Linked DNA regions of Mus musculus: regions 1, 2 and 3 are each linked to region 4. A link is a contact called in public Hi-C, HiCAR-type and HiChIP or PLAC-seq data. All regions are on one chromosome and are shown on one strand. The core of a region is the stretch at or near the end of the contact, and the rest is flanking DNA. Distances in the headings are between cores, read along the strand shown. Region 1 overlaps Ttc27 (tetratricopeptide repeat domain 27). Region 2 has its middle 83 kb from the start of Gm31759. Region 3 holds the start of Ttc27 (tetratricopeptide repeat domain 27). Region 4 holds the start of Fam98a (family with sequence similarity 98, member A).

Region 1 (5,805 bases), core at 459-2,958, 770 kb after region 4:
GTGTAGTTCAGGTAGAATGGCACATGATGGGATCAGTAACCATTTCCATTTGTAATAGTACAGTGCTCTTTGTTGTTAAGTGGAAAATAGTTAGAGGGAGAGAGACCCTGCCCTACTACTTCAATCTCAGACAGCACTCTGTCTGTCAGCCTTGAGTGGAAGTTGAGTTGAAAGTTGGAGTGGGGGAGGAAATGACCCTCGAGGTTTTATTCTTTCTACTTTAGTCTGAAGTAATTTTCAATGTACTTCTTGGCTGAGAGTTGCATGTTGATTGTTGTGGATTAACGGAAGGAATTAAAGTTCTAATGTGGGACAAGAGCATTCGTCATCTGCCCAGCATACAAGCAAAGGGAACTGACAGACAGACAACTATGGCAAGTCTTCCCAACAAAAGATGAGGGGACAGAGACCAGTGCGTGGACTCAGCGGTTCTGAGTGGAAAGGGCACCCTGAGGACGATCAACATGACAGACAGGCTTAACAAGCAGGCCAGTTCACTCCAAGCAGGTGGAAAGAGACAGGCCACCAACGTAAGATGGCGTTAGTGGGGAGCTGGAGAGGTGGCTCAGGATCCTTTGTCTTACAGAGGACTGGAGCATGGCTCCGAGTAACCACATCAGACAGCTCACACTGCCTGTAACTCCGGGGAACCTGATGCCCTCTTCTGGTCTCCATGCACATCCATGTGAGCACACACAGGAACACACCAGATACACAGACATGAGCAAATTTTTTTGAACTAAAAATGAAGATAAAAAGATCTGGCCTTCTATCACCAGGCCTGAGTTAAAAAGAACCAAGCACATGTCTAGATCTAACAGTGCACGTGTGAAGGGACTCACACAATGGGTTTCCTCTAACCCCAGCCAGGCTTGCCCCAACCCCCAGCAGAAAGGTTAGCTCTCAGGCATAAGTCCTACCCTGTGAGAAGGTACTCTACACCCCTGGCACACGCAAGGAGGATGCCTAGGGCAGAGCTAAAGATGGCGCTGAAGCACCTTCTCCTCTTCCCAGAGACAATACTCGTAGCAGGACAGCTTCCCCCCGGTAGTCGTGTCTCCTGGGCAATAACCGAGAGGTGCAGAGCACCAAAGCCCCATTCCTGGGCGGACCCTCCCAGCCTTACGACCTGGGCCAGCTCCTCACTAATTGCTTCTTGTATTTATGTGTGTGACAACACCAGGCTCTGGCTTGGGATTTCTCAAAGTGTACTTGCCAACACAAACACTCCACATCCACAATAAAACAGAGTAATTTAAAACAGGCCTGGTTATCCGATTAGCTGGTCACCTCCTATTTGCACTACCCAGCTGTGGGGCATTTTCAATTACTGTGCCTCTTTGGGGTTTAACTTAAAAATCTAATCTCCACTTTTTATGGGAATTATACTAACCATGTAGGCAGGCAGGTGTGGGGAGAGGACGGGCTTTATAGGGAATGAAGTTAGCTCTTGGAAGGCAAAATTTGCCACTTACCAATGTTAACCAGTAAAATGACAAAGGTGATTCATATTTTGTAGTCTCTTATAAGTAGCATGTAATGATTACAAACTGACTGTGTAAAGAATAATCCATGAAAAACGCTTAGAACCTGCATTATCTAAAAACAAACTATGGTGTCTTTATAGTTACTGTGAGAAAACTGGAGAGTCTAAAGGTTCCCATGGAAGTGTGGGCAGGAATCATACTACTGAGAAGAAAACAGGATGGTGGCGGGTGTTTTGCCATCTGGTCAGTCGTCCATGAGGAGGGCTCTTCTGGGGTATCTGCTTCCTAGGACATTTCCAACTATTTGTTACATGGACTCACAGCTCTAATTAACACAGATTAAATAGCACAGGGGAAATGAGTCAGCTAGAGGGATATCAGAGCAGTCCCCGGTGCTGAGGAGGTGATAGGAGAGAGGAGGCAGAGTCCAGACACTATAAACACTCAAAGGAGACCCAAAGAGTAACAAGAGTTAGCTAAAGGTGACAAGCATTCTAGAGAGAAGAGCACAAACAGGAACCGAGGCCACACCACCAAGCCAGGCAACCACCCGAGCTTCATCTTCCTGGAACCCTGGGAATGACATGGACAGGAGACTGTGAGGGAAAAGGCCATGGAAACCAGGCAAATCATGAAGCTGCAGCAACCTTTCACTCTCCACCCTGAAGACAAAAGGGAAGTTACTGATGGCTGGGACGGCCATGGTCAGACACTGCCTTAGAACTTGCTCTGCCAAAGAACTACAAGAAACTCAAAATCACACACAGTTATGTCCTTATCTTGAAAGACATAACTCTGCCCCTCATAAAACTACACGAAAACAAAATGGTAAGAGTCCCTGGTTACAGTAATTTGAAAATGTAGCATAATCAAGATGCAGCTATGTGGCTCAGGCAAAGCTGACTTCCCGTAAAGAAATCCTCACTCCTCCCACACGCTCACTTTCTCGCCTCGCCTCCACCGAGCTGATGTCCACTCGGCCTTTGGTGCTTCTTTAGACCAAACTAAGTTTACTCAACAAAATGAGACTTTGCCATTGACGAGAGGAAAGTCGGACACGCGAGCCAAGTAACTGAAAAATTAATGCTAACAGATGAGAGCCAGTTCTGACCCCAGGGTCAACAAAAATTAATCTTAGATATTTTGTCAATGGCCATTAAATTGTAAGAATGTCTGCAAGCAGTATTCTAAACTAGAAAGTCTGAGAACCTCCCAGGGCACGGTGTAAGCATGGCCATCACGACAATCATTACACTCAGGCATATCTCTAAATTAGCCCTTTAACATAAACTATTCCATTAAGCATTAAAATGTCAAACATCCAGTGAAATCAAAAGGTGGTGAAAACCACTGGCCGAGCACCAGAAGCTCAGCTCTTCCAGGCATACAATATGTGCTTCCAACTTGAAGCAATACTTTTTAGGGTCTATGGATAGAAAAGTGGGAGGTAGAGGACCTGAAGGCATGGCTCAGCAGTTAAGGCCGCCTGCTGTTCATGCCGAGGACATGGTTTCAGTGCCCCACACCCACAAGGAGGCTAAAGACAATCTGTAACTCCAGTCCCCAGGGATCACATACTCTCATCTGACTCCATGGGCATCAGGAGCACACCCACAGTGCACATATATACATGCAAGCAAAACATGCATTCATATAGAGGCAAAGGAAATAACTCCCTTTTAAAAAAAAAAAGAAAGAAAAAGTTCTTTGTTAAAATCAACCTTTAAAAATCAAGATTTTTGAGGAAAGTGATTGGTCACAAAACTTTACAACAAAATAAATAACTAAATTTCTTTTTGGCTTTTTGTTTGTTTTTTGTTTGTTTGTTTGTTTGTTTGTTGAGACAGGGTTTCTCTGTGTAGCCCTGGCTGTCCTGGAACTCACTTTGTAGACCAGGCTGGCCTCGAACTCAGAAATTCACCTGCCTCTGCCTCCCCAGTGCTGGGATTAAAGGCTGGGATTAAAGGTGTGCACCACCATGCCCGGTAATAACTACATTTCTAAAAATATGTACATGTCCAATAATATTTAGAAACAGAGGCATCTATCATTATTCTAAGATAATTCTTACATGAGCATAAAGAAACCTTACAATATAATAATATTAAAGCTATTAGGGGAAGCATCAACTACTTCTCTTAAGGGTTTTTCTTCCAATAAGGGCATCTCAGCTTTCCATATTTTCTGAAAGTAGTTAAATTAATATTTCAAAGCATGCTTTGGGTATTTGTGATTCACCAACTTGCTTAATTTTCTTAAAACAAACAATAAACAAAAAACTAAATAATTTTCTATAAACTACTACTTCAGTTTCTAGAAAGATGGTGAGGTGGTTAGGAGCACTGGCTGCTCTTGAGGAAAACCTGCATTTGATTCCCAGCTTCCACATGGCACCTTACAACTGTCTCGAACTCCAGTTCCAAGGAGTCTGTGTTGCCCTCTTCTGGCCTCAACAGACCCTGGATATGTACATGGATACAGATACACACGCAGGCAAAACACACATTTGCATAAAGTAATAAACATAATTTTAACAAATCTACCACTTCAAAAATGACCATATTTTCTATAGCCACTATTATTTATTTGTTAAGCAATGTAAAAGAATTACACAGTAAGGAATAATGAGACTGGAAACCAAGATATTCATTCTTCCATTCATTCCTTCTTTAGACAAACATTTGAGACAACAAATGCTAATAATAATAATAATAATAATGTTTTGAAGAAACACAGTTCTATATTTGATCAAATTTGAGATGCTATTAATCATAAGACCAATTCTTAATGAAAGAGGAAAATGCTTCAATTTTTTTCCTATTTAGTAAAGTTTGATAATTCTCTCTGCCCTAAGTACAGCATTTTCTATGGCAATATTTAGCTTAGAACATAACAAGGCTAAATCAACTTTTGATTGTTTTGTTTTGTAACCCAGGCTGGCCCTGAACTCGCTCACAGAGATCCACCTGCCTCTCCCTCTCAAGGGCTAGAATCAAAGGTATGCACCACCACACCTGGCCTTCTTCTAGTTTTGAGTCTCTTTCCCTTTTTTTTTTAGATTTATTTATTGATTATATGTTAGTACACTGTAGCTGTCTTCACACACCCCAGAAGAGGGCATCAGGTCTCATTACAGATGGTTGTGAGCCATCATGTGGTTGCTGGGATTTGAACTCAGGACCTTCGGAAGAGCAGCCAGTGCTTTTAACCTTTGAGCCATCTCTCCAGCCCATATCTTTCCTTTTTAACCCTCACAAAACACTTGGTTGTTACTTTTAAAGAAATGTTAGTGAAATTAGGAGTTTTACCAATAGAAAAATGTTGATTTCATGAATTCCTAATTTATTTCTCTACTTAGGTTCTGTCTTTTGTTTTATTTTGCTTTTGATCCAGTGCCAAATAATACTGAGATCTTCTTTTCATTCTAAGTGACAAATAAATCCTACAAATGTCATCCTGACACTGTTGAAGTGATAACATGATGTCCAATATAACCAGTGTGCACAGACCCAAGTATGGGTCACCTGACTGAGTGAGATTGGAAGAGATCACTGACTGGTAGCTGAAGTTCCCATTTCAAAGCTACCAAAATATGAGCAGGTTCATGTCGTAGAACCACAGCAACCACGCGTGTAGCATGACAAAGTAAACTCCATCTGGAAGCATGCGTTACCAAGGGGAAACCTGCAAGTCAAGCCGACCATGTGCTTCTAAAGAAGGAAACTGAGACAAGGTAGATAAAGTAACTTGCCCCACATCACAAAGTGGCATGAAGGCAAGTGAGCTGTCCAGAGGAAATTTCCCTGATCATCGAGTCCCGCTGCTTGAATGATCACTGACAGGCTCTGTGGTCTGAGCCAAGTCATAAAGAAAGAGGAGCACATCTGCTGATGTACAAAAGAAGGGGAGGAGGGGGTGGCAATGGAATTCTGTTCTGGGATCAAAATATTATAGTCTTTACAGCAAACCCTTAGTCCTACTGGAAAGGATGCTGTGCCTGGAAAGGGTCACTACTGATAATATAGCAGAAGTCAGAGGCCTGGAACCAGACCAATGACTCATTGTAGTGAACATTTGCAAGAAGGATGTCTGGACAAAAGGGCATACTGTGTGACACACTGTAACTGCTATGGTGAGGTATTTTGTTATTTGGGTTTGTTTTAGGGAGGTGTTTTTGTTTTCTTTTGAGGGGAGGTTGCAGGGCAGAGGCCAGATACAAAGGGACAGGGAGATGAGTGAGACATGTGAAATTCACAAAGAACCAACAAAAAGTTAAAGAGAGAGAGGAAAAAAAACAACAATAACAACAAAGACAAGA
Region 2 (5,875 bases), core at 1,853-4,352, 680 kb after region 4:
TTGGTGGTCGGGGTGAATGGAGAGATTAGTTATATGCAGTTCACTTTGGGTTTCTATTGTCAAATCTCACTTCGAAAAGCCATATACTTTCTCTTAATGAGAGGGTGGGGGCAGACAGATTTAGAGAGACAGAGAAATAGGCAGGCAGGCAGGCAGACGGACGGACAGACAGGGGTGGAGTTGGGGCTGTGTGAACCACACTCCAGAGATCATACTGAGTGCGGCCACGCTGCTGCTCACGTTTGGAGTTTTCCACTGTGAATACAATACACATTTGGAACAAGGCACAGAACAAAACCACTCAGCTCAATGACTCATGGCACAAGAACCACATTAACCGCCACCCCAGTTAATGAAGGTGACTTTGCTACTCCCCAGAGCCCTTTATGTACCTCCCAGCCAACACCCACCTGAACCCACAAGAGCAACCAGTTTCACTCACCCTGAGGTAATCACTACCTCTCCTTTTTTACTGACTTAACACCAAGCACGAGGCAGTGAATAACGTAGCTTAATTCCACTGCTCTTTGAGCTTCTATTATGTCCACAGGGGGAAAGAAAGCATGCATACAGGGTGTTAAGAAATCCACCGATGCTGCTGTGGCTGTAGGGAATTCATTATCATCGACGCAGACTGTTGGACTGCACGCCTGGTCCAAGTCTACCTCTGGTAGACGGGTGAAGGGCTTCTACCCGGGGCCTCTGATGAACAATGCTGCTGCAGACAAGCCTCTGTGAGAGCTACGGTCCACACATGGACAGATTTGCACTGTGTGCATCTAGAGCAAAGTTGGTGGGCTGTAGGGTATGCACAGCTTCAAAAGATCGGCAGGGTTTCTAGGAAGAGTGCTTATATAAAGCTGTCATTCCCGGCAGTCACTTTCCTCTCTCAGGAGCACGTAGTAGGTACTGCCACTTAACCATTAGCCACTGATAGAGTCTGTGCTCATCTCTGATTTTAATTTCATGACTCAAGTTGAGTCTTAGCACTTGTTTTGTATTTATATTTGGCTATTCCCTTTAGCACAATGCTCAATTCTTTAGTTGGGTTGTTTGGTTTTCTTTCTTTTTATTGGCTTATAAATGCCAGGCACACACAAACACCTCACCCTCTCTCTGGCGCTAACCATCTCCCCCAGGTAGCCCAGGCTGACCTCAAATGTCTAATCCCCCTGCTTCAGTCAGCCTCCCAACAGCTGGGATTATGGGAACGGGCCACCACACCTGGCTCCTTGTCACGTCTTTAAACAACTTCTAACTTGAATGTAGGCCAATCTTTTAAACAACTGTCTCTGCCAACCACCAGCATGGTATAATGGAGGGGCTCAGAGGCCCCACCCTCTCTGGGGAGCTACTGACAGCTAACGGCTGCTGAATGACAGACTGGAAGTCATTTTCTTCATGACACAAGCACTGGTAAGTTACCCACACTTCAGTAAATAACCTCACACCCACGTGACTGCAAATATCCCTAATTAAGTTCAGTGGGTTGTTAAAACAAACAAGATATAAAAATGGGGGGGGGTCTTGTTAGGGAGAAGCTTTAGAAAGAGTGGGAGGGGAGGGGAGGGGATCAGAGAGGAGGAGAAGGAAGGGGAGAGGGAGAAAGAGAGAGGAGGAGGAAAGAGGAAGAGGAGGAGGAGCGGTGGGGGGAAGAGAGGAAGAAGGGGAAAGGGGGAGGCACTGCTGAGACATAAGCCTGTCTCTGGCCAAGCAGCTGTAGAATTACTGAGACTGCTTTATCAGCCCTGGCACCAGACTTCCTAGAGGCCGACGATTTCAATAAGTAGCGTTGAAGCTCCACAGACAACTGAGATATTCTGCACCATCGTTTCTCAAAATACAGGGCTATGACCGCCCCCCTGCACCCCCAAAACACACCAGGGATTATAGAAACTGGAGCCACGCTGCAGGTCGCCCTCATCCAGGGACTTCACGGCCCCTGAGAACTGACAGATCATCAGCAATGCCCGTTTCGATGACACCAAGAGTTACTTGTCTTATCTGCACACAGAAAACTTCACCTAAGTCCTCTGATAACTCTGGCTGGCCAGCAGTTGAGGAGACTGAGGCTCAGGGAGGTTGGGGGGCTCGACTGTGGCCATAGCTAGGAAGGGATAAAAGCTGGGCTTTCAGTCTAGTTAATCCAGGCAGTCAACTGCCCACTTCATCTTATAGAAACCTGTTATACATTAGCTGTACCAACTAAAGAGGCCTGCCATGGCACTGCTGCTCATGCAATACCAGGCTTTGATACCCTCCTCTCCAGTCCCTGCCCACAGCCTCCCCCCTCCTGATTGTTTCCCCATCCTTAGTCTCTTCTTCCTTCCGGCCATCCATCCGTACCACCTTTTCCCTTTATCTTTCTAACTTGGCTCCTTTCTTCCTTTACCTAACAAATAAAATAAAATAAAATAAAATAAAATAGTCCATCATTCTCCACTGCCCCTTTCCTTAGCCTCACCCTCAGCCCAGAAACAAGGGAAAGCTCGCTACAGATGGAAACCCAGAGAACAGCAGGGCTTTGCAAGCACTAGACCATGGGGAGCCCTAGGAGTCTACAGCTAGCATTGTGCCAGTGGTTATCATCAAATGGTTTCTTACTTGCCCTGTTTTTCTGTTACATATTTTCATTTCCAAAGCCCTGATGCCTCTTCTTGGCTGCTGATGTTATTATATGCCTGCTCTACAAGGCTATAGATGAAGACACAGGCCTGAGAGGTTATGAGTCTCTGAGTCTCCTGAAAGCACACATTGGCCTGTGAGCAGCACTAACTCTATACAGATACTGATAGCCACTTGAGCCCCCTGTCTGGAGAAAGTTAGCCATGCGTGGGTTAGCTCCTTCACTTTGCTATGATTTACCATCCCCTCCCCCTTTCTGGCAAGAACATCACAAAAGATTAAAAAATGGCTCAGAGTTACCATTCAGAAGACCATAATAATATCAGTTTTCCGCCTTGTAGCCCTTGGCAGGACTCCCTTTTCATAGATCACAATGTGGGCACAGGGCCAGGAGATGGCGAGGGTGACTCACGGGTCACTGCAGTTTATAAGTCAGAATAATAAAAGGGAAGGCAGATCTGACATCACTGGCAAGGGGAAATTTTTTGGTGTTGTGTTAAGCGAACTAATTACAGCCAGCTCTGCAGAACGTGGGAGGAGGACAGTGTGGCTGAACAAAGCCAAGCCCAAGGAAGGGGCAAAATAAAATAAAATAGAATAAAAATTGCCCATAGAAAGCCAAACTCTGATACTGCAAAAGGAGTCACATAATGCATTAGCGGCTGTTTGTCCGAAGGTCAAAGGAAAAACTAAAACAGTCTATGGGCACAGATGTTGTTAACCAGGGGGAGGAGAAAGTGTACCATGCCAAGTAGCAAGAGGTACACCCAGCCACACAGCCCAGGGTTTACACGGCCTCTGCTGCAAGCCACACATCTCCACTCCTGCTAACTGAAAGCACAGAGGAAACAATTCAAGAGCCAGCTCAGCTTTTGCGTTCTCCTGGTGAAGAGCAAACGAGCCACAATTATTATTAGGTCTTGGCTGTGAAAGGCGGAGCCCAAGGCTACCTGCAGCCCACGAGGATTATGCTCTTATTAGTATAGTCCTGGGTTTAGTGGCAGCGTCTGTCTAAGGAATACAGCTACTATATTTGAGCGCATACCTGAGTAAGCAGCATGTTGATTGAAGTCTATCTATTTATAAGCTCTCCTGCGTGCTGTGAGAAACCCAGCTGCATTGCCACAGCACGGGCCCCTCCACCCGAATGAAGGCTCTTGGCCATCTCACTTCAGGGCCTGCTGAATGAACAGGCAGACAGGAAGTGTGTGGCATCCACTTCGGAGATTTTATTCCTCACTCTTGGCCAGGAGAGTTCTTATCTAAACAGCAACTTAGGTTGACATGGATGTTATAAAAACAAAATGGAAACAAAAACCAAACCCTTTTCATTGGGCTCAAGTACAGCTTTGAGCTGGTAGAACTACAACTAGTGGTATAAACTGGATAAGGTCCTGCAGAGCCCGAGCTACCAAGACCTGAGGGTACGTCACAGTCCTCAAACTGAGTCTGGGAGGTAGTAGACCGCAGCATATGCTCATCAATTGTCCCACGTTTCTGAGTGGGTGGCACTAACAACACACCCAATAGGAACAAAAGTGACATGGAAAGTCTATCATTTTCTTCAGCGTTTGGGTCCCTCGCTATCATGATGAAGCTTCACATAACAGAGGGCCACGTGTTCCGCCCTTAAATGAGCCAGAGTAGTCTACAGGGCTCTGTAGTTCACTTCCACTTGTCTATACTCACTCAGGGTCCTAGTTAAATATGCTTCATCTCTGGGAAAAGGCTGACAAGGAATTTACTAATTAATAATCCTAACAAATCATAGGCTATTATCAACTAAGACCTCACAGAATTTCTTGGGGAACTCAGTGAAGAAAGGCAAACTGTCAATCCCAGCACTCGGGAGGCAGAGGCAGGCGGATTTCTGAGTTCGAGGCCAGCCTGGTCTACAGAGTGAGTTCCAGGACAGCCAGGGCTACACAGAGAAACCCTGTCTTGAAAAAACCAAAAAAAAAAAAAAAAAAAAAAAAAAAAAAAAAAAAAAAAAGAAAGAAAGAAAGGCACACTGTCAACGTGGTCCCACTGTTCACGAGAGAAGGCAAATCAACCAATTATTGGGAGAGCCTATCCAAGCAGCAGGGAAAACTCGGGTTTTGGGATCTGCCTATTTCTTCTCTTTCCAGAGCTGAGCTGACAGGGCTCAGAGAGAGACGTGACAGCTGGCCAGTAATATTGATTCAGCGACTGACTGCTGCTAGCTAAGTTTTGGAATGACATCTCTTCTCTTCTGGCAGCTTACAAAGCAAAAGAATGATTCTGAAAAAGAGACATTAGTACTAGAAAACCAATGTTGAAACTACAAAAATTAAGACAGGTGGAAATACAGTATTTAGCCAAAATAGATGACACATTGCACGGAGACTCCACAGCAGTGATCAGATGAGTGGTCCTCACCACAAAAGCTGACGCTAGGTGAGAGCACCCCACCACGCCTACGATTCCAGATCCACCACGCCACACCCACAATCCCACACCCACCATGTCACATCACTCCCTTTTTTGGTTTTGGTCTACACCTCCAAAGGAAAACATCAGCAGCTCTCTTTTGAGCAAACAGCCCATGACAAAAGAGAGGCTGTGACTCAGCATAGCTATGGAGAAGACAACAGAATGCAGGTGACTGCTTTGCAGTGTGGTTTGTGACTGCTACAACTGGAACTAAAAGGAGAATAAATTGATTCATTTGTTCACTTGATTTCAGAACTCATGTTCTTTTGGGCATTTCTTTTCTTCCCATCTCTCTTTTACCTGCTAGGTACTGACAAAGCGTTCACTTAAAGCCTTGCTCCACCCATTGCCACCCACCATCCACATTCACGTCCTATCTGCCCGATATTCACCCACCCACCCCACTCCCCAGTGGCTTCCCTAAACGACTAAGTCATAATTCCTGTTACCATCTCATGACACTGAACTTTTTCAGGAGTACTGTCTTTTAGAGCAGAAACTTTGGACATATTTATTCCCCTGGAAAGCTAGTATGATAATAGAAAAGAGAAGCAGATGGCTAAGGAATTAAGAATATTTAGAACTGGTAAGCATTCATAAGCAAAATTCACCTATGAAAGAATTTTTTTAAAGATCCTCTAAGTGTTAAGACTACTTTATGTTGATGGATCATGAAATGTTAAATTCCAAAGACAGCTAAAACCAGAAAGAAACTAGCGGTAGAAATTATTCCCAATTACAAATAAGAACATGGAAAATACAAGGGACAAGTGATTCACACTGTGCATGGGACCCA
Region 3 (5,677 bases), core at 846-3,345, 830 kb after region 4:
ATTCCTCAAACAATTATATGAAACTTAGTCTGTAAACACCAGGGCAGAATGAAACTGTATGCATCCTAGATGGTTAGGAATTTTGGCCAGCTGTCATGGGTAGCTGAGAAGGGGAAGTGTTACCAAGCATACAATAATAAAACAGATGCCTCTAGAAGGCTTAGATCTGACTCATGTGCAGACATCCTAATGGAAGAACGTTAAACTGCGGGATCCATGATAAACACATGCAGTTCTCTCATCTCGCCAGAAATAACAGTCCAAACACAATAAACACAAATGCAAGTATCTCTCGGGAACCTAGAAACAGCAAGACTCAAGGTACATCTACCCACTTAAGAAAATGAACTCCACCCCCCCCCCTTTAAAGTGCATGCCTTTCATCCCAGCCTGTGGGAGACAGAGGACATAGATCTCTTGAGACTTCGAGGCTAGCCTGATCTACAGAGTGAGTTCTAGGCCAAAGCTACATAGCGAGACCCTATCTCAAAACAAAAAAAGCAAACAAACAAAAACCAACAAGCAACATAAAAGGAAAAAGCTGATGGCTAACACTTATCAGACCTTCACACTGGGATGATTAGCAGTGACCACCAAGGATGTGTCCTTCTAATACAAAACTCATTTAATCCTGCACCACTCTCCTTTTCCATTCTAGATCTTCTGGGCCAGAGACCTTACAGAGATTGCTTGAGACCAGTTATTTCAACAACTACTAAATACCAGGGCCTCACAGTGTCAAGGTGCTATAAAAGTTGATATTAGCCTATTCATTTATTCATTTATTTATTTGATTACATGAGTGTTTTGCCCAGGTGCATACATATATACTACACATGTACCTAGTGTCCATGGGTTAGAAGAGAGTGTTGGATATCCTAGAACTGGAGTTGTACAGTTGTGAGCCACCAAGTGGATGCTGGGAATTGAACTTGAGTCCTCTGAAATAGCAGTAAGTGCTCTTAACCACGAAGTCACCTCTCCAGCCCCCACCTAGTACGTTTCTCTGTGGAAATTTCAAATAAAATACTACCTTTCAATTTCTTCCAAATCTGTAGAGCAATCCAGGAAATTCACTATCTGCTTCTCCAGGTAGCTGTCAATCTTTTCTTCAGCCATCATTGTTGAATTTAAAATAGTTTGTGTCGTTGAATGGAAGAACAAAGCCTCATAGCTCCCTTCTAACAGCAATTCTAAGAAAACTCCAATATCTGTAATATTAAAAATGAGTCCAGTAAGGCAACAGAATTTCTTAAGTATAAATGATAATCCATTACATAGATACTTTAAGATGCAAAAGATATAAACAGCATACTGGCTGTATACTTTTATTCTACCAACAAATATCATGTCTCCTAGAAGTACAAAACCTACAATGACAGCAAACAATGACAATGATTGATGATGACGATGATGATGATAGGCATACTACCCTTCTTCAGGAAATTCACAAAGATTCCAATTGACACCGGAAAGTTGTCCTTCCTATCGTCAATATTCTCACACACACACACACACACACACACACACACACCGGCCCCAGGAAGCCAATCCAAACACATCTGTTCTCTCATGATTCCCTCACATTTCCCCCAGGCACATGTTGGTCTCAACATTTTTACAACACTGACTTTTTCCTGCTGAACTCTCTTTCACTTGTCAGTTCTACATTAAAAAAAACTCATCTCGTCTCTTTCGGAAACTTCTGTCACATGAGCAGATCGCAGACCATCAAGCGAAACTCCCTCACTCTTGACACCTCCTATGTACCCAGGGCTGGCATCCTTTGTCCTCACAGCTCTGGCACTAACCTAAAGTGCGCAGCGCTCTCACCTGAACCACAGATGCCCTCCTGCTTCCAAACCAGCCGCTCCGCCTCCGTGGAGAAGCCCCTCAGAAGCGCCAGCTCCGGCGTCCACATCATTCCCGGCATCGCTGCACCCGATACAGTGTCCCACTAAGGAGGAGAAAAACGAGAGGAGGAGGGTCCAAAGTCGCCGGCGTCTTGTTACGACGGATAGCGCTCACAAACTTAGACTCCCATGTGAGATTATACATGCATGGAGGCAGCCATGACAGCAACGCAGAGCATCATGGGAAAACAAACCCACGCTGGAGCAGCTTCCTTCTAGACGACCAATCGGAGACTCGGTTGTGAGCATGCGCAGACTGAGTAGTGGAAAAGAGTTGGGTGGGTCGGTCAGCCGGTCGCAGTAACCGGGAGTTGTTGCTAGTGGAGACAGTTGAACGCAATCCTGCTTTGGAACATGCGACTACCTGAGGCAAAGTTAAGTCCTTGGAGGTTAATAACTCGAGCCTTTTCTCCCCAACAGACGGAGCGCAGGCTGTAGAAGTTACTTCTAATGGAGCCCTTGAGCCCCAGGCTAGAACGAACTTCCTCGGCATAGGCTATAATTTGGATGATTCAAAGTGCAAGAAAACCAAACTCGAAGTGTAATCTTAGCACGGAGGAGGATGATGCAGGATAGTTGCAACTTAAAGGCCAGCCTGAGCTTCGCCCTTAGTTCCAAGCTAGCCACCTGGAGAAATGGCTCAACAGAGGACAAAGTTCTATTCCCAGCACCCACAAGGTGGTTCATAATGGCCTGTAACTCCAGAACATCGGTTACCGTCCTCTAGCCTCCCAGGCACAAGACCCATAAATGGTACACAAACATAGCTGCAAGCAAAAAATACTCATAAAATAAAGGCGGCGGTGGTACATGTCTTTAATCCCAGCACTCTGGAGCAAAGGCAGGTGGATCCTTGAGTTCAAGGACAGCCTGGTATACAGAGCTAGTTCCAGGACACCCAAGGCGACAGAGAGAGACCTTGTCTCAGAAAACAAAAACAAAAACAAACTAGAAAAAAAAAAGAATAATTTCTTTAAAAGGGGAGAAAGGTCTGGTTTTGATACTGTCATCACATAAACCTGGCAAGAGCCTGGAAGTTTCTGCAATTCAGTCGATAGAACCCAGAACACTTTGCTGACGTGGAAAAAAACCTGCAAGGAAATATATCCTCCCACAAGTGTGGCAGCTGCTGAGCAGAGAGTTGGCTGTTTGCCTCTTTTTTTTTTTTTTTTAAGAGAATAAATGTTTTCTTTCTCACTCTGCTTCACTGTAGAAAAACAGCCTGTGCAGCCCAAGGTAAAATTAAGACAGTACTAAGGACTGTCCTTCACCTGACATTATACAACACTCCCCTGTGCTCCTGGGCATTTCTAGTGAGAAGGAGGTCTTTTGATCAAGACCCTGGAATAGAGTGGGTGAGTTACAATATTATATGACACAACATTGTTACCTGAAATAAGGAATCCATATAGTCACTGATTTTTTGGTAGGGTCTCACCAAGTAACTTCTGCTGACCTGGGACGTGCTATGTAGACCAGGCTGGACTTACACTTAGAGCTCTGCCTGTTGGGAGTGCTGGAGTGCTGAAGCACTGAAATTGGAGGGTGGTTCATCAACAAATCCAGCTTCATAACTTCTTTGGTTGGTTGGTTTGGTTTTTCAAGATACGGTTTCTCTGTAGAGCCCTGGCTGAAATGGAACTCACTCTGTAGACCAGGCTAGCTTTGAATTCAGAGATATATGCCTACCTCTGCCTCCTCCTGAGTGCTGGGATTAAAGGTGTGTGACACTGCTTGGCTCTTCTTCACAACTTTTAACTATAAATAATCTCATTGCCAGCTCTCCTGCTCTCACACCCTTGGGGCTGGCACCACCAGGGCCAGCTCCACTGTGTTGTCCAGGTGAGATGCAGGGCCCACTCTCCAGAGTGCTTCAGCCAATGTGGGGGGGGGGGTAGGGAGAGCTCTCATGATCTCATGCCTCCAGGGCCAGTTTTCCCTGCTACCACAAGTTGCAAGGGGACAAGGAGAGGGTATCACCCCTACACTCATATTACCTCAGATGAGTGGCAGAGCCAGCTGTCCAGTGCTCTTGCCCTCGGGACTGGCTCTCCTGCTCCCCCTCTACCAGGGCCAGCACTACTGTGCTATCCAGAAGAAGTGCAGGACCCACTCTCCCAAGTGCTGCAGCCAGTAAGAGGCAGGGGCAGCTTACTTGCTTTCATGACCCTGGGGCCAGTTCTCCCAACTCCTGCAGGTAGTGATGGGGGGGAGGCCTTCCCCACACCCATGCCACTTTGCAGCAGACAAGTGGCTGGGCCAGCTCCCCTGCACTCTCACCCTCAGGGCTGGCTCACCCACGCCCCTGCCTCCTGGGTCAGCTGTGCTGTGCTGTCCAGGTGAAGTACAGAGTTCATTCTCCCAAGTGCTGCCACTAGCAAGAGATGGGGCCAGCTCTCCAGAGCACCACATCCAGTAGGGTACAGGGCCAGCTATGTACAAACCCTGAACATTTTCATGGTGCCAGTAGGCTGCCCCAATCAGGGACATCCCCGTGTTCTCTAGTGGTAATATGAGCCACAGATACCAACACTGACCCCTGCCATTATGTAGCCACAGCCTCAGACATGGCCCTCCGTGGCAGCTTGGGTTGGGGCCTGGTGGCACCAGGTGGCAGGGCTGGCCACTCACAACAGGCTGTTCCTCTCCTCCCTCAGTCTCCAGTTCCATCTCTCTTCATAATGCTCAAACTGCCCCACTTCTCTTTCTCTCCCATCTGACCACCACATGCTCACACATCCTGCTGCAGGCTGGCCACATGACTGTTGGACCCTGGGTCACATCCTCAATCCATGATACGTGGTGTGATAGCAAGCAGGTGTCTATGTCCTGCCTGAGCTGTGTGCTGGAGAGCAGGTCTGTGGGTGGCATGGTGGCTCACAGGTCTCTATCTGGCATCCTCCTCCCTCACTGCCCTGCCTGGATTTGAGTTGATTTGATTTTTTTTTAAAGATTTATTTATTTATTATATGTAAGTACACTGTAGCTGTCTTCAGACACTCCAGAAGAGGGCTTCAGATCTCGTTATGGATGGTTGTGAGCCACCATGTGGTTGCTGGGATTTGAACTCCTGACCTTCGGAAGAGCAGTCGGGTGCTCTTACCCACTGAGCCATCTCACCAGCCCTTGATTTGATTTTTATGAGTCTTTAGCATAAGACAGCTTTGGCCACCAAGCCAGTACAAGATCAACACCATTGACAACGAGGTATGTCTTTGCCCAATGTCATGGAGGTTGTTCTTTTTTTTTTTTTAAAGCATTGAACACACCCATAGCAAAGGACAACTTCCAGGAGTCACGTCACTCCATCCACCACGTAGGTCCCAGAGATTGAACTCAGGTAATCAGGCTTGCCAGCAGGCACCTTTACCTGATGCCGAACCATCTCTCTGGTCCTTGATAATTCTTTATAAAAAAAAAATCTATGTCTATGTGTGTCTGTGTGAATGTCTGCCATGTGTGTGCTGGTGCCCATGAAGATTAAAAGAGGGCATTGTGTCCCCTGAAGTCACAGGAGGTTAGGAGCTGCCCGTCATAGAAACTGAATCTAGGTCCTCTGGAAGAGCAGCAAGCACTCCACCAAAATGAATAAAGAGCTGATCTGAGTAATGGAAGCTTCCACATGAAAGGCAGGACTCAAGGAGGAGACCTAGAAGGACAGCAACACACACAACACAGAAAGCAAATACCTGCCCCCTGCATGGAGATAGCTCAACAAACCTGCTGAAGACCATTCTTCAGACTCACAGATTGGAAAGCCTTGA
Region 4 (6,029 bases), core at 1,167-3,666:
GTCAAGATGCCAGATACAAAGTCTTTGGGTTTATACTGATTGACTGACTCTCTAGTCAGAAGTGGAGATTTCTGACACAGTAGATCACCTGAAGAGTCTGCAAACACAAGGAGATAAGTGGGCTTACACACCTGCAACTCACAGAGTTGTGATCCTGGAAAGAGCTGTACAAGTTCTACCACACTATTGTAAATCTTTTTTGGAGAAGCTGAGGGATGCTGAAATAATCCTCAGCTACACTGTTAGAGTAATATGTTTATAAAATTCATACTTAATAAGGTAGGATACTCATGTCTGCATAAAGGTGTTTATAAAAACCAGACCACAGATTGTTTCTGGAATCCTTTGTTGAGTTACAAAAGTTAAAAAAAATGGCAACATTTGAAACTGTGACTGACAGTACATCATGTTTCTAATGATAACCTTTGACTTTGCTTGATTTTCTTAAAAATTAAATGTCAGCGTTTAAAATAGTCTTGTGTAACAAGGCTGGGGGTCTGAGTTAGGAATAAAACCTTTTCTATTAAAAAACAACCTTTCATTGTTACTGTTTTTAGCACATTCAACATTTCCATGATAAAGAATCATTTTATTAAAATTATGTACAATATATACAGGCATAAAAAAATCAGATAATTAATTTCCCTATCTTTTCCCATTCTGCTTTTAATCCTTGTCTGAACAATCAAGTAAGTGTATGGATGCAAATACACTCAAGTTTCAGAATGCACTAATTGTTTACGAATGCTAAGGATCAGAAAGACACGGTGCTTCAGGTTGCTCATCTATATAATGCAAACAATGTTCATACAGCATTATAACCCTATACAATAATATGTTGATGCAAAATACTTTTTTTTCTTGATCCAAATATGAGTGACCATGACCCAGGTACAGACTCAGACTGCCCCACATAACATGTGCCAACACAGAACTGGTTCCACTGTCTGTATAGTTACACAATACCAACTCATAAGTCAAGGGATTATTTCTTCAGATATATTGGTGGGGACAGCAGGTGAGAAGTTTACAGTGATGTGGAGAGAACTTAGCTGTTATCTGATGACACTTGTGGCTTTGAGTAGGCAGAAGCTAATTTGGATGTTTACACATCCCAAAAGTTTTACCTGATAGCCAAAATGAGGTTAGGTCACACAGGATGGGCCAGGGTGGGCTCTTAAGGGGACTAATGACAGTCTGACAGAACCTTGGCTCTGGATTTGCAACTTTTCCCAATCAGGAAATTAGAATCAATGAATACACCTTGAAGAATATTTAACTTTAGGGGAGCTTTCTTGGAGAAGCCAGGTCGCTCATGGGTCAAGAGGATAGTCACTAGAACAGTTAGTGCATAACCTTCTCCCAACCCATGTTACACAAAATAAATAACTAAACCATGAATTACTACTGACAGAGAATGCTTATCCATTAGACATGAAAGTGGAAACTACAAAATAAAACGTAAGAATAAGTTTAAAACCAAATGACTACACAATATAACAACATGGCAATTCATAGATAAATATGATTTTCTAACTACATCATCTCTTTGAAAACGATTTCCTCCTTATTCAACAGTTCTTTCATAATAGAAAGCTACACCCAAGCATGGGTGGCCAAAAGTAATGACAACACTGAGCATGGTAGCAGATGCCTTTAATCTCAGCACTGGGAAGGCAAAGGTAGGTGGAGCTCTGTGAGTTCACAGCCAGCCTGGTCTGCATAGTGAGTTCCAGGCCATCCATGGCTCTATAAAACCCTGTATTAAAAAAAAAAAAAAAAAAGTCAACGGAGACAAAAAGTTGATCCATTGTCTAAACTGCATGTAATCAAATATACCCTATTGTATTCGATATGGAGTTATGCCCTTTCCCGTTAAAACAAAATGCGTGGTGTCTGGGGCAGACTCAAGAGGACAGGGACAAAAAAAAAAAAAAAAACTTTCCCTGGAGAAACTTTCTGAAGCATCCATACTGAGGAAAGCCACTTCTCTAACCGTGGACTCCAGAGGCTACACTGAAGAAAAATCAAATGGCATTTTCCTGGCTTTCATTGTTTTTGACCCGTCTAACCCCGCCCTGGGCTGTGGCTGGGAACGCACAAATTTGCCCTTCTGTGGTGACTCGCAGGTGAAAGGAGGACACGCATCTTCAATACCACAGCTGTCACTCTACAATCCCAGGCTGGATCCTGCTTCTGCTCCTCCCGCGCCTGCCTCGCCCCAAGCTGTGCACATGCGCATTCCAAGAGCTCCGCGCCCCCTGGCTGAGTCTCTGAGTCTCCCAGCCTCGGTGCCACGCCACCTGCCTTCCTGCCCTTCTTAGGGCAGCTAGCTTCACTACCCCATACTGGGCACGCGCACACCCGGCCATTTTTTTTTCCTCGGCCGGTGAGGTGGGGGCAGTGGGCGGAACCAAACTGCTTGCGCACGCTCGGGGCATGCGCAATACGGGGACTGAGGCGCCAGCTGTCGACTTGGAAGTTCCGGGGAAGGAGCGCATGCGCTAGGGTACGCGTTGCCGGCGAGAGGGCAGCCTGACGACTCGGAAATTTGAATACCACAGTAGCATGGAGTGTGACCTCATGGAGACTGACATCTTGGAGTCGTTGGAAGATCTAGGGTAAGACGGCGGGGGCATGAGTTTCTGAAAGTCCACTCTGCTAGAGCCCCGGCAACTCCTCGGGCGCCCGGTCGGAGCCACCTGCCTTGCCACTCCGCACCCGACTCCCGCCGGAGCTTCCCGCTGCTGGCCCAGGGACCCCCGGTGCCACGTCCACACCTACCCTGCCCACTGGGCTCCGACGGCCCTCGTCCTCCCCGGTGCTCCCCTACAGCCCAGCTACCCGCAGCGTGTCTCAGTCATGCGTGTCATTGTCTGGGCTCCGGTTCTCACCACCCCCCCACTCCCCAAGCTTTCTCTTCTTGCCTCCCGTCCTCCCACCCTACCCCCACTTTATGGTTTGCCAAAGTTGTATCTGCTTTCCTACTTGGCCCCAAGATTCCCTACTTCTTTCTTGAGCTTCTACCCCCCACCCTACTTCTCTGTCTCTCTCTCTCTCAAAAAAAAAAAAAAATCATCTTTGCTCAGTCATCTCTGCATGCACCTAGGCTTCCCAAAGCGCACGTCTGGGCGATGCAGCCGGCTGCTCTCAAGCCCGCTCAGCTGTGCACCTAACCTTTCAACCACCTGCTTTGGAAATGACAGTCAGTGACTTCAGACCTCCAGCACAGCCTCGCTGAACTCCAGCATTCCAGGGTCATCCTCACCCACCAAGAATCAGCATATTTGCATCTTGACTCTCAGTCATAGTCTTCAGTGTTTAGGAATTTGGAAATAAGGCTTATTTATCTTGTTTGGTCACCCAGATCAAGGTGCTTAAACTTGAGAACCTAGAGGCTCTTAGGCAAAAAAAAAAAAAAAAAAAAAAAAAAAAAAAAAAAAAAAAAGCCCTGCATGATTAAGTATTTGCCTGCGAATAACTATTTCAGGATAAAATCAGCGTAGAAGAAATGACGCACCGAGGTCCTCCTGCCTCTGGCACCTGAGAGCTATGATTAAAGGAGTGAGCCCCCATGCCCTGCCGATTGTTGTATTTTTAACTATAATCCTTAATCAAAGCTTAACTTTAGGCTTTTCCATGCCATGGAAATTCTTAAGGGACACCTTTCTTTAGGGAAGGACACCTTTGAGGTAGCCAAAGCGCAACCCATGTGACTAGCTTGGTGTCCTAGTAGGTACTGACCATAAAGGAAGCTTACTAACCATCGCTGTGAACATCAGCCGCTGTGGTCATTTCTTTGAATCACATTTTGTGCATAGCCCAGACTTGGCCAACTTAGTTCTTGCAATGGGCCACACGTAAGCCTTATTCTGTGGAACGGGTGCTTTTCAACGGGTGTCTAAAGATGATTCGCTTACTCAGTAAACATTTTTTTTGTGTGTGTGTGTGTGTGTGTGTTTTGTTTTTCGAGACAAGGTTTCTCTGTATAGTCCTGGCTGTCCTGGAACTCACTCTGTAGACCAGGCTGGCCTCGAACTCAGAAATCCGCCTGCCTCTGCCTCCCGAGTGCTGGGATTAAAGGTGTGCGCCACCACACCCGGCCAGTAAACATTTTTTAAGGGACACTTGCTCTGTGCCAGTGTGGGGTTTTCCTCAGGGTATAAGTTCACGTGGAAGCTCTGAGAAGCATACAATGAAAAGCCCCGAGGAGGGTCTCTTCCCTTGAAAAGGTAGTGTTGCAGGAGTAGAACCAGAAGAGTTCTGGGATATTCCGTGCAGGTGAAGATCAGCTGACTGGCTGCAGTGGAAGAGCTTGCTTCCATTACTGTTCCTTTATCCTAATGATGTTTTCTTGTCTGGCTTACTACAACTAATTATCCCTGCAACAATTGCCCTCAAGTAAATAGTTAGGTTGCATTGTAATATAAACCCTAGAGTTTTTAATGAAAGTTTATAATTAATTTTAACTTAGTGTGGTTACATTTAAATATTATTAAAAGTCACCATTAGTTGATTGCTGTGTATTTTTAAACAATTTGCTCAAAAATTACAGTTGAATACTATCTTTTTTTTCAAGACAGGTTTCTCTGTGTAGCCCTGGCTGTGCTGGAACTCACTCTGTAGACCAGGCTGGCCTCTATCTCTGAGATCCATCAGCATCTATCTGCCTCTAGAACAGTAAATGCTATCTTTTATCTCTAACCTAGCACAAGAAGGAAGGTAGCAGCTGCTGGCTGTTGAATGAATGTGGAACACAAGGAGGACTTTCTAAGCCTGGGCCTTTATTCAGATGTCTCTACTATCTACTATGTTGGGGGTTTTGTTTTTATGTGTATATGTGTGTGTGTGTGTGTGTATGTGTGTGTGTGTGTGTGTCAGTATATACCATGTGTATACCGGATATGTGAGGAGGCCAGAAGGAGGATCCAGATCCACTAGAACTAGAGTTATATGAAGTTGTGAGCTGACCAGTGTGGGTGCTGGGAACGGAACCCAGGCCCTCTGTAAGAGCAGCATGTGTTCTTGCTTGCTCAGCCATCTCTCCAGTTCCTCCCCTCTGGCCATCCCTTTTTTATCTAGTTCCAGGATGACAGTATAATTTTGTGTGAGTGTGGAAGATTTCTTTGTCATCCACTTCATATGTAAACATATAGGCATATTTAAAAGAATCTGAAAGTACCCAGGCCTCTGAATACCATGTTAAGTATATTTAATGTATGTCCTTGATGATAATATTTTTATTTAACATTTCACTTAAAAGAATATAATCTTAACTGGCTGCTTTGGTTTTATTTGTCTGTTTTACACTGGGCACAGTAGCAAAGTCTTTAATCCCAGTGGGGGAAGAGGCAGGCAGATCTCCATGAGTTTGAGACCAGCCTGATCTACATAGTAAGTTCCAAAACAGCCAGGACTTCATAGATTCTTGTCCTTAAAAGAAAAATTACATTTATTTGTTTATTTGTGTGTCTGTGCCACCATGTACTTGTCGAAGTCAGAGACAGTTTGCAGTTGATTTTCTTGTATAGTGTGATCAAGCCTTGGTGGCAAGCACCCTATACCTGCTGAGAGCCATCTCAAAAGCACAACAATATATAATTGAAGAGTGCTTGCTTGCTTGCTTGCTTGCTTCATTAAGATAGACCTTGCTAAGTTTCTTGGGCTGCCCTCAAACTCTTGATTTCCCTGCTTCGGTTTCTTGAGTAGTTGGTGCTAATATGAATATGCCAGAACACCCAGTTCTGATTATTACTCTTAAATTCTTATGCCTGGGCAGTATGAGACCCTGTCTTAAAAAGAAAAATAAGTAAAAAGACATAAAATGACATATTTATAAAGTAAATGATCACTTGGAAAGGTTCCTAAAGCAAACCTCCAAAAATAAAATCTAATTGGTAATGGTAAGAAAGTAAACTGCAAAAGAGCTTTCAGTGAGCGTGTAAACGTCGACTGTGTTCACTACATTTATAGATATTGTGGGGTTTCTATGTTGAGGTTTTTAGGGCTTTTATTTTGTTTGTTTGTTT

Evidence for each region. A called contact is a pair of places that touch in the nucleus more often than the background predicts. HiCAR-type assays count read pairs that join an accessible place to other places. HiChIP or PLAC-seq counts read pairs in DNA pulled down with a chosen protein or histone mark.
Region 1: a contact with region 4 is called in a Hi-C map of nephron progenitors, with 2.5 times the contacts expected there. The contact joins the enhancer-like site here to the promoter of Fam98a in region 4. A contact is called at or near these places in 1 of 39 promoter capture datasets (embryonic stem cells), 1 of 15 datasets of contacts at CTCF or cohesin (the NIH/3T3 cell line), 1 of 484 Hi-C or Micro-C datasets (nephron progenitors), 2 of 115 datasets of contacts at active chromatin or transcription factors (bone marrow-derived macrophages and extraembryonic endoderm stem cells) and 2 of 9 other capture datasets (embryonic stem cells and macrophages).
Region 2: a contact with region 4 is called in a FOXA1 HiChIP or PLAC-seq map of pancreatic cancer cells. The contact joins the enhancer-like site here to the promoter of Fam98a in region 4. A contact is called at or near these places in 1 of 39 promoter capture datasets (hippocampal neurons), 5 of 115 datasets of contacts at active chromatin or transcription factors (astrocytes, cardiomyocytes, fibro-adipogenic progenitors and 2 more) and 1 of 9 other capture datasets (liver).
Region 3: a HiCAR-type map of astrocytes shows a contact between it and region 4, with 5 times the contacts expected there. The contact joins the promoter of Ttc27 here to the promoter of Fam98a in region 4. A contact is called at or near these places in 3 of 39 promoter capture datasets (embryonic stem cells, hippocampal neurons and pre-B cells), 7 of 484 Hi-C or Micro-C datasets (the G1E-ER4 cell line, Th1 cells, centrocytes and 4 more), 9 of 115 datasets of contacts at active chromatin or transcription factors (the NIH/3T3 cell line, Th17 cells, astrocytes and 6 more) and 3 of 9 other capture datasets (adipose tissue, liver and macrophages).

Annotation. Positions count from the first base shown.
Region 1 is chr17:74,781,839-74,787,643 of GRCm38.p6, reverse strand. All of the region lies in intron 12 of Ttc27 (tetratricopeptide repeat domain 27), which reads right to left. Among named protein-coding and RNA genes, the nearest start is that of Ttc27, 67 kb to the right of the region's middle. Within about 2 kb of position 1,708, at least 11 of the 459 cell types and tissues checked have an H3K27ac peak or open chromatin away from gene starts, as enhancers often do. A contact at or near this core is called in nephron progenitors, where this site is marked.
Region 2 is chr17:74,864,233-74,870,107 of GRCm38.p6, reverse strand. No RefSeq gene overlaps it. Among named protein-coding and RNA genes, the nearest start is that of Gm31759, 83 kb to the left of the region's middle. Within about 2 kb of position 3,102, at least 75 of the 459 cell types and tissues checked have an H3K27ac peak or open chromatin away from gene starts, as enhancers often do. A contact at or near this core is called in fibro-adipogenic progenitors, forebrain and pancreatic cancer cells, where this site is marked.
Region 3 is chr17:74,714,168-74,719,844 of GRCm38.p6, reverse strand. Ttc27 (tetratricopeptide repeat domain 27) reads right to left here and starts at 2,095. Exons shown (of 20, transcript NM_152817.4): 1 at 1,834-2,095; 2 at 1,034-1,211. The coding sequence starts at 1,933.
Region 4 is chr17:75,548,333-75,554,361 of GRCm38.p6, reverse strand. Fam98a (family with sequence similarity 98, member A) reads left to right here and starts at 2,416. Exons shown (of 8, transcript NM_133747.2): 1 at 2,416-2,621. The coding sequence starts at 2,569.